Regions from separate parts of the Pan troglodytes genome. Here regions 1 and 3 are each linked to region 2. Evidence: chromatin contacts called from public HiChIP or PLAC-seq data. All regions are on one chromosome and are shown on one strand. The core of a region is the stretch at or near the end of the contact, and the rest is flanking DNA. Distances in the headings are between cores, read along the strand shown.

The links. HiChIP or PLAC-seq counts read pairs in DNA pulled down with a chosen protein or histone mark.
Region 1: an H3K4me3 HiChIP or PLAC-seq map of stem cell-derived excitatory neurons shows a contact between it and region 2, with 2.1 times the contacts expected there. The contact joins the promoter of PTGER2 here to the promoter of TXNDC16 in region 2. A contact is called at or near these places in 1 of 7 Hi-C or Micro-C datasets (stem cell-derived neural progenitor cells) and 1 of 1 datasets of contacts at active chromatin or transcription factors (stem cell-derived excitatory neurons).
Region 3: an H3K4me3 HiChIP or PLAC-seq map of stem cell-derived excitatory neurons shows a contact between it and region 2, with 4 times the contacts expected there. The contact joins the promoter of ERO1A here to the promoter of TXNDC16 in region 2. A contact is called at or near these places in 1 of 7 Hi-C or Micro-C datasets (stem cell-derived neural progenitor cells) and 1 of 1 datasets of contacts at active chromatin or transcription factors (stem cell-derived excitatory neurons).

The regions. Positions count from the first base shown.
Region 1 is chr15:50,314,981-50,318,205 of NHGRI_mPanTro3-v2.0_pri, reverse strand. PTGER2 (prostaglandin E receptor 2) reads right to left here and starts at 1,649. Exons shown (of 2, transcript XM_016926089.4): 1 at 221-1,649. The coding sequence starts at 1,063.
Region 2 is chr15:50,560,812-50,563,872 of NHGRI_mPanTro3-v2.0_pri, reverse strand. It overlaps TXNDC16 (thioredoxin domain containing 16), which reads left to right and starts at 1,594. Exons shown (of 21, transcript XM_001158742.7): 1 at 1,594-1,898. GPR137C (G protein-coupled receptor 137C) reads right to left here and starts at 1,378. Exons shown (of 8, transcript XM_024348727.3): 1 at 623-1,378. The coding sequence starts at 1,066.
Region 3 is chr15:50,706,051-50,709,175 of NHGRI_mPanTro3-v2.0_pri, reverse strand. ERO1A (endoplasmic reticulum oxidoreductase 1 alpha) reads left to right here and starts at 1,335. Exons shown (of 16, transcript XM_509950.8): 1 at 1,335-1,686. The coding sequence starts at 1,573.

The sequences.
Region 1 (3,225 bases), core at 400-2,899, 250 kb after region 2:
GTATAAGAAACTCTAGCCTAGCAACGCCCATAAGCCAGGATAAGGAAGTGGGCTAAAGAGGAGGGGAAACTAGTGGGGAAGGCTACAGATCTTTACAAATTAGGACATATTTTTACAAGTTGCAAAAAGTTTGTAGGGCGGTGGAAAGGGTGGAGGCGTCAGGGGAGAGCATGAGAAGGCTGAGCAGAGCCGGGCTGTGGAAACGTAGGGAGTGACTTACCGTGAAAGGCAAGGAGCAGACGGCGAAGGTGATGGTCATGATAGCCAGGAGAATGAGGTGGTCCGTCTCCTCCGCCATGGACACCCTTTCCCCTCTCCTGCGGGCCCCGGGGCCGCCCCGGCCACTGCCCAGGGAAGGTCCGCAGCGGCTTCTCCGGCTTCGGCGGTGCATGCGGATGAGGTTGAGAATGACGCTGAAGTTGCAGGCGAGCACCGAGACGATGAGAAGCAGCAGCAGGGTGGCGTACAGCTGCAGGTAAGCGGTCCGCCCGTGCCGGATGAAGCACCAGGTCCCGGGGCAGTACTGGACGTACTGCCCATAGTCCAGCAGCGGCAGCGAGCAGAAGAGCAGGGAGACTGCATAGATGACAGGCAGCACGGCCAGGCCCCCGGAGCGCGAGACGCGGCGCTGGTAGAAGTAGGGGTGCCCGATCGAGAGGTAGCGCTCCAGGGCCATGGCGAAGAGCATGAGCATCGTGGCCAGGCTGAAGAAGGTCATGGCGAAAGCGAAGTAGGTGCACGCGCGGCTCTCGGGCGCCAGTGCCACCAGGGTCTGGTTCCGCGCGTACGAAGCCAGTACCACTGGGCTGATGAGGCAGGTCCCGAGCAGGTCGGTGAACACCAGCTCGGTCACCAGCACGTGGAACAAGGAGAGGGAGCTCCTGCGGCCGGCGCTGCACCCCACGTCCCCCCGCCAGCGGCGCGCCAGCAGCGCCAGTGCTATGAGGTTCCCCAGCACCCCGGCCGAGAACATGACGGAGCTGATGGCTGGGCTTTCGCCTGGGGGAAGCCACTGTCGCGTCTCGCAGTCCTCAGACCGGGAGTCATTGGAGGCATTGCCCATGGTGGGGTGCCTGGAAAAGAGATGCGCCCTCCTCTCCCGGCCTTTACCTGGGAGGAAGAGGGTCTGAGAGCCGGAGCGTTCCGAGACTCAGAGGAAAAAGGGGAGGGACCGAAATCCAGAGCCCCCTTCCCGCACCCAGCGCGCCGACGGCGGCTTGCCCTGGGTCTCCCGCCGCGCGCCGAGTGGCAGCTCGGCTGCTGCATCCGAGCGGCGCTCGGGGCTCCCGCGCCTACCCGCGCGGGCCAAGGCCGGGAGCCAGAGCCTAGGGGAGCCGTCGTCTCCGCCCCCGCACTGTCGGGGGGCGGGCCCAAGAGTGCTGGCCAGGCCTTGCAAGTGCGAGTGTCCGCGAGCTGCAGGGGAGGCAGGACGCGTCACACTCGCGGGGGCGTTCCGAGTCCCTGGGGCGCGCCGGCGGGGAGGGAGAGAAGGAGTCTGAGCACCCGCTGGGCGCGGCACTGGGCAGAGGCGCGCGTGTTGCCGGTGTACTGAAGCTGCCCGCGACCGGCGGGAGCGGCGTTTCTCGCTTCCTCGGGGTCCGGTACTCGAAGCGCACGGCAGTCTGACCTCGGCTGGGAAGCGTTAAGCCCCAGCAGAGGGCTGGGAGGGAGTGCAGGAGCACTTGCGGGGTCTGCGCAGAATACACAGAAGATCGGGGCAACGAGCAAAGCAAAGCAACTCACCAAACAATGAAGTTAGGAGAACCCAATCCCGTGAAATGAGCGGAACAAGGGAATAACAGTGCAAAGGCAGCTTGAAGTAAGACCAGAATGTTTTGCTTTGTTTTTACTATTCCCAGGAAGATACACTAAGAGGTTGGGACAAAAATTGGGATGAAGCGTAAAGCAAGTGTGTCCATCCAAGGAACCAAACCACACAATGCGCACCACCGAGCGGCCTGTTGCACTGCCGCTTTGATTCGGTTACTAGCATTTCACCGTTTCCTATGTCAACAGCATAACGGATAACCACTTGTTTAAGCAACCATTAAAAAAAAAGGAGTGTTTCTTGTACAGAATTGTGTTTGTGGATACAACATGAAAACCATTGCACATCACTGTTCTGTCCTTAAGCTGAGCCTTGTAAGAAAATGTTGATATTTTGTTTAGCCGTTTATCTTTACATGTTGTTAACCACGTAGTATCCATCCAGAAAGACTTGTTCCTGGCAAAGTGTATTGGTAAGTGGCCAGTTTCAGACTGGAGCTGACAGTAATGGTTTCCTACCACATATTGTCATAATTGCAGAGTCGTGAAAATGGGCTGATATTTAACACAAAACAAAACAAAATCCAGTTTGGCAGACAACATAGGTAATTGTGTTCTGTAAGAAGTCACATTCACTTGGGGAAGGGAGGCCAACTGGGAAGTGAAGGGTCTGATCTGCCTAGGGAACTGGCAAGAAAGACAGTCACAACGTGGGAGGAAGCAAAGATTGCCTGCTGAAGAGCCTATCTTGCTACAGCCTGCTTACTCTCCATGAATATTTTTTGCTAACTTTGATGATTCTGGCCTGGGGATTGGAATGCGGAGTTGGGGGGGTGGTCCCACTAGGAGAAGCATAATTTACTGGATCGCTTGCAAAGTTTACAGGCCTGTTTTCACATGTCAGCAGGCACTACTTCAATCCCTAAACTTCTCATGGCATGGATTCCTAGGAAAGAGGATCTTAACTCCTACAGTTTTTCTTTCAAGCTGTAAACTCTGCAGGTCAGTAACAACTTATTACCAATCTTTGCCATCCATCTCTGACTATTCCCCTACTCCAACATTCCCCCATCTCACCCCAAGCAATGGGGAAACATCAAACTTAAATCAGAAGTATTTCTTAATAGGAAAACACTATGATTTATAGCATAATTCTGCACTGCAGTTTTACTATTAAATAAGGGATTTTAGATTCACTGAATTTGCACAGTGCTTATTTTCCAAATATTTTTATACCTTTTTAATTTTCATAAGGCCCCTCACAACAAAAACCTACTATTTAACCTTTCCTATATATTTGTCTCTAGTTTTTCTTTGGATGGGTACCTGGTGGCAGGCCGGTCCCTGGTTTTTGTGAATACGAGAGCAAGAGTGCAGTTGAAGATCCTCCCCCAGGCCCCTGCCCCCTTGTCTTCCTAACCCCTGACTCAGTCTTGCACCACAAGGAGTCTTGCACAG
Region 2 (3,061 bases), core at 345-2,844:
AGGGCTTTATGGAGGTCCTTATCCTGATCCTCAGCATTGGTTATTGATCATCAACCCTGCTGGGGAACTATCGAACGAAATTTATGTGAGGCTTATCGAGCCACAGGAAAGGAGATGCAGGAGGGAATATAAGCTTCTAATAAAAGAAACGCAGCAACAATAGCAGAGGAACAGCTCTGCCTGGTGACGTAATGGCTGGCAGCAGTCCAGCTTCAGCAGAGCTGCTGCTACCTCAGCATCCAACCTCCCTCAACATAGTCCGGCTTCGGCAGAGCCACCGGGGCTGCTACTTCTTGCGATGCCACTTTGTTGGTGCCACCAACGCCTTACCTCGAAGGGCCAGAACACCGAACAAAGGGTTCGTTCCGTTGCTGTTTTAAGTTGTCAGACACACACACTCACTCACCCCCTAGCCCGGACCCCTCAGTAATCAAGCCAATCAGACACTTAAGTTTAAGGCGAAAACACTGGCTCACACTCCAGGTGTGCCTCAGTTTCCCCAGGCTGGTTTCCAGTCCGCCTCTCGCTGCCCACCCCCCGCCCCCGCTGGTCCTCAGCGGGAGATGATCCCGGCGGCCCCGCGCACCCGCCCGGGCCCCGCATGCCGGCCCTCCCGCCTTACCTCCGCCAGGTAGAGGTTGAGGAGACAGAGCGTGGAGAACTGGAGACAGGAGGGGAAGCAGTAGAGCAGCCAGTGGGGGAAGAAGTGCAGGTGAGCGGGCGGCCGGAGCAAGGGCAGGGAGCCGCTGAGCGAGAAGGCGGCGGAGAAGAGGGTGGTCCTGAGCGCTGCCCACAGGAGACAGAGGAAGAGGCAGAGGCTCTGGTAACTCAGCCGCCGCTCGCGGTACAGGAGCAGCCGCCACAGCTGCAGGTAGGCAAAGGCGAACAGCGCGGCGTAGAGCAGGGCGTGCAGGACGCTCAGCGCCAACTGCACGGAGCCCGGCACCGCGGCGCCTGAGGCTGCAGCGACGGCGCCTCCGCCTCCGCCGCCCCCGCCGGGCGTGGAGGGCTCGCGGCCGGCTGCGGGGGCGGCAGCGGCCGCCGGACCCGGCACGGACACCCTCATGAGGGGGCTGGGGGCCGGGCGAGCGAGCGCGGGAAGGAAGGGGCTGGACTCGGAGCCGCCGTCGAAGGGGAGAAGGACTGCCCCCTTACCCCCCACCCACCCCAGCCTCTAACCCCAGGAAGCGCCGTGACGGGACCCGGAGTCCAGCGCAAAGCAGCCGCGGCTCCCCCGGACCCCGCCTCCTCTTTCCCCCCACCCCCCGGGGGTCTCGGCTCCTCCTGCTGCGGCTCTGCTCCGTAGCTGCAAAAAACAACTCTCGGCTGGAGACAATCAGCTGAGAAACCCGAGCATTTGAGGCGCTCGCTCCGCACTGTGGGCTCGCGCCGATTGGCCCAGGCAGGCACGCCCCCTGAGCGCCGCGCTCGGAAGGCCACGGGCCGCAGGACCCGTCGCTCGAGGGTCCCGAGATCTGATTGGGCGCGTAATTTCCCTACTTTCTCCCGCCCCTGTACTTCCCACCCACGCTGCTGATTGGCCCTGCTACTGCACCGCCCGTTCGCGCCGGCGGGAGGACTCTGTAATCGTCTGTCACTCTCGCTCCGCCCACCACGTTTCCCATTGGTTAGAGAGTGCCTCGCGTAGGGAGCACGAGGAGAAGGAGGAGCTTCGCAGGTTGTTTTTTCCCAGGAGGCCGACTCCGCCGAGTCGGTGGCGGCTGCAGGCTGGGAGGGAGAAGTGCTACGCCTTCGCAGGTTGGCGAAGTGGTTCCAGGCTACCCGGCTAGTCTGGCACGGCCCCGTCTTCTGCCTCCTCCTCCGTCGCGTGGCGGCGGGAACTGTTGGCCGCGCGGCCTCGGGAACGGCCCAGGTCCCCGCCCGCAGGTCCCGGGCAGGTAGGTGACAGCGCCGGCCCTTCAGGCTGTGTGCTCTGCCTGCAGACCCGGGGATTCAGACGAAGCGGCTTTCTGTAGCCAGGGCTGCACTGCACAGCTCCGGAGTCTGACTTAAGACACCCGTCTCTGGGGCACCGAAAGGCCTCACCTGGAGCCTCCTGAGGGCATTTTGCCCTCTCTTTTCGCTGCATGAACGGCGGGAAACACCGGAGCCCTTTGTGGGTCGAGGGGATGGAAAGGGGCGACGGGGAGAATCGGAGCTCTTAAGTGAAAGACCCTTTCCTCCCAAGGCCAAGGGAAATGTCTCTTAAGGAAGAGTAGTAGTAGTATCAGATGGATGTTGAAGCGATCTGTGAGCAGGGGGAAGCTGGTTCTTTCAAACGTAGAATTTGGGAAGATGCTCTGGGCTTAAGTTTTGGGAAAAAGGCAGAAACAGACTTGTAAGTATGATGATTGCCTGGAGAGGAAGTAGAATATTCTGTACTGTTTAAATTCCACATGTATCGAAGCCTTGGACCTGTGTATGGTAGATGGTGGCGCTATTCCTGGGGCTGAGAGAGAAAATACATGCTATGTTACTGCTGTGAAGAAGCGAGGAATAATCAGATCGACTAACGTATATTGGGCCGGCACATAGTTGTTGACTTTTTTTTTTTTCGTATTTGGAAATAAAATTAGCAAGTAGTGCAAAATTAAAAGGAAATAATTTGTTTTCTTTAGAATACACAGCACATTACGAATTCAGTATCCTTGTGAAAGACATTGCTACGTTTATTGGAGCAACAAAGACCCAGCTTTTCTTACCTCACCATCCTTTGTCCTATGCTTTTTTTTTTTTTTCCTTTTTTCAGGCAGGGTCTCGCTCTGTCGCCCAGGCTGTAGTGACAGTTCACTACAAACCTCCACCTCCTGGGCACAAGCAGTCCTCCCACCTCAGCCTCCCAAGTAGCTGGGACTACAGGCACTGGAGCCACCATGCCCGGCTGATTTTTTTTTTTTTTGGTAGAGACGAGGTTTCACTATATTGTCCAGGCTGGCCTTTGTCATATGCTTTGCCCAAGAAGAGTGTTGCTGTCTTTTTTCCTAGCTAAGTATTCCACAGGGAACTTTAAAGTCTATTTTGTAGATTCTGGGACAGTCGTTTGTCCAGGTACCAGATGCTA
Region 3 (3,125 bases), core at 86-2,585, 150 kb before region 2:
AGTGGCTCATGCCTGCAATTCTAGCACTTTGGGAGGCTGAGATGGGTGGGTCACCTGAGCTCAGAGTTAGAGACCAGCCTGGCCAACATGGCAAAACCCCTTCTCTACTGAAAATACAAAAATTAGCCGAGTGTGTGGTGGCTTACGCCTGTAATCCCAGCTACTGGGGAAGCTCAGGCAGGAGAATCTCTTGAACCTGGGAGGCAGAGATTGCAGTAAGCCAAGATGACGCCACTGCACTCCAGCCTGGGCGACAGAGCGAGACTCCACCTCAAAAAAAAAAAAAAAAAAAAAAAAAAAGTAATCCCAGCACTTTGGGAGGCTGAGGCGGGAGAATCGCTCTTGAGGAGTTTGAGACCAGCCTGGGCAACATGGTGAAACCTCGTTTCTACTAAAAATAAAATTAGCCAGGCGTGGTGGTGCACGCCTGTAGTTCATGCTACTCAGGAGGCTTAGGTGGGAGGATCGCTTGAGCCCAGGAGTTCGAGGTTGCAGTGAGCCGCGATCGCATCATTGCAGGCCAGCCTGGGTGACCCAGGGAGACCCTGTCTGGAAAAAAAAAAAAAAAGCGGATAGACTAGTCCCAACTCTGAATGTTAAAAGACCAGGACTGGGTATCAGAGGACCTCCAATCCTTGCTCACCTTACCTCACTTCTCTAGGCCTATTTCTTCCTATCATATGAGCGGGTGGCTTCCACCCTCGCTGTCTAATACAGTGGGCACTAGCCAGCCACATTTGACTATGAAATGGGTCTAGTTCGCATCCAATACACACTGGATTTCAAAGACAAAAAAAGTCAAATATCTTATGAATAAACTTAATGTTGGTTATATTTTGAAATAATATTTTGCACATTCGGGGTTAAATAAAAATATTTTAAAAATAAAATGTACCTGTTTTTACTCTTCTGCTGTGGCTACTAAAAATATAAATGACATATGCTGCCCTGGTCTAGATGCTCTCTAATATCCCTTTCAGCTTTAAGACTCCGCCGGGAACACGGTGGACACGTAATTCGTACGATTTGATTGTCTCGCATTGAGATACGGAAGGATTGGCCGGGAGTGAGCGGGCTGGGGCTGGGCGGGGCGGCGCGGGGCGGGCACCCCCCGCCCCCCAACCCCGCAGGAAAATACAGGCCCCTCCGGCTTTCGCTCTCGCTCTGGGAACTGGAAGGACCCCCGACTCCCGCGCAGGGCCTGGGGTTGTGCGCGCCGGGTTGCGTCTCCAGGCCGGGGGCGTCAGGGAGCCGGGGGCGGGGACGGGCGCGGGCGCAGCGGACCGGGCGGGGCCGAGCCGGGAAGCTGGTCGGTGCGTCAGCCTCACGCGGCGGGAAGGAACCGGTCCGAGGCCCCGGGCTGCCGGCGCGGGCGCCGCGGCACGTCCACAGGCAGGGTCGCGAGGTGGCGATCGCTGAGAGGCAGGAGGGCCGAGGCGGGCCTGGGAGGCGGCCCGGAGGTGGGGCGCCGCTGGGGCCGGCCCGCACGGGCTTCATCTGAGGGCGCACGGCCCGCGACCGAGCGTGCGGACTGGCCTCCCAAGCGTGGGGCGACAAGCTGCCGGAGCTGCAATGGGCCGCGGCTGGGGATTCTTGTTTGGCCTCCTGGGCGCCGTGTGGCTGCTCAGCTTGGGCCACGGAGAGGAGCAGCCCCCGGAGACAGCGGCACAGAGGTGCTTCTGCCAGGTGAGCGATGTGCGCGTTGGTGCTGAGGGTCCCGGCGCCCTCCGCGGCGTGCACTGTCCCGCACGCCCTGGCGGGTGAGCGGCTGGGGGTGCGTCCTTGCATCTCTTCCCACCGGGAATGAGACTCCGGTGCTGCTGCCCGGTGGCCGGGACTGAGTCTGGCTTGGCGTGGACCGGGCCTCCACGGCAGCCTGGACGTCGCCGCGCCCTCCGGTGCCTCAGACCTGGAGAGGGGTTGGGTGCACGCGGTTGAGTGGGTTTATGCATCTTTGTTGGTCTTATCTGCCCGGGGAGAGTGTGCACAGTGTATAATGCACTGCCAGTATTTGCTATTTTCACAGAACCTGGATCTTTCTCACTTCTCTCTTGACCAGGAACTTGTGTACCCAGTACCTGTGCTGCGTGCATTTCGCCAGCCTTTCTGGCTAAGACGTTTGTGGGCTGATCTCAGATTTCGATGTTAGGCGGAAGAATGGCTGCTTGCGGTTTTTCTGTGTGTAAGCCCAACTACCTGATGTCTTTGGGACTGCAGTTGCCCTCTGGTTTCTGGTCCTGTGTGCTCTTTTTCTCGAATGTAATGAGATTCTCTTATCGTGACACCCGTTAAGCTGGTACGAATTGGGAGGAAGGTCCTTATTCTTCAGTGCACAAGTTTAATTAAAAGCGGATTATGATCATTTCCTTCTGTAAGAGATGTGGTTTCTTGAGCAAAAAATTGAGAGAAACTTACAGTTTTCCATTATCTTCAGTATCTAGTATTTCAATGTGATTACTCTTGTCAAAGCCACTTTTTGGTTGACTCTGTTGATAAAAATTACGTTTTATACAAAATTAAGGGTTAGGCATCCATGTTATTCCTAAGTGGATTTTGCTATTAATTTATTATCAGAAATACCATTTTATGTGTTTAGGGGCATGATACCATGTCAAAGGAAAGATGCATTTAAATATTATGAAAGGTTTCTCTTTCACTACTTTACATTCTTGGATTTTGTTGTTTTGCTGAGTGATTTGGGAGTTGAGGTGAGTGTTATCTAGGAAACTAAGGGAAGTTGAAAGAAAATTGCTACTTTACAACTGAGACATTGAAAAGTCCTTTACCTTCAATCATTACAAACGACACACAATCAAGTACTTAACAGGAAAAAGGGTCATTTTTCTTCTGATTAGAAATATAACGCAACACCGAGATTAAACATTTAAAAAATAAGATAGAAATGTGACTTTAAAATAAAATACTCTTTACGGAAAGAAGATGTCCAATGTAACATTTTCAGCTACATTCTGGAGATTTGGATACTGGAATAAAAGTACATGTTGAACTCTTCAACTTTTACTTTTTTTTCCCTTGATAACCTTTTTGGAGTTCTGCTTAGAATTGGAGAACTTTAAATTCTTTACATTTATTTTCTTTTTCTTCTAACTAGTGATTAAACTTTT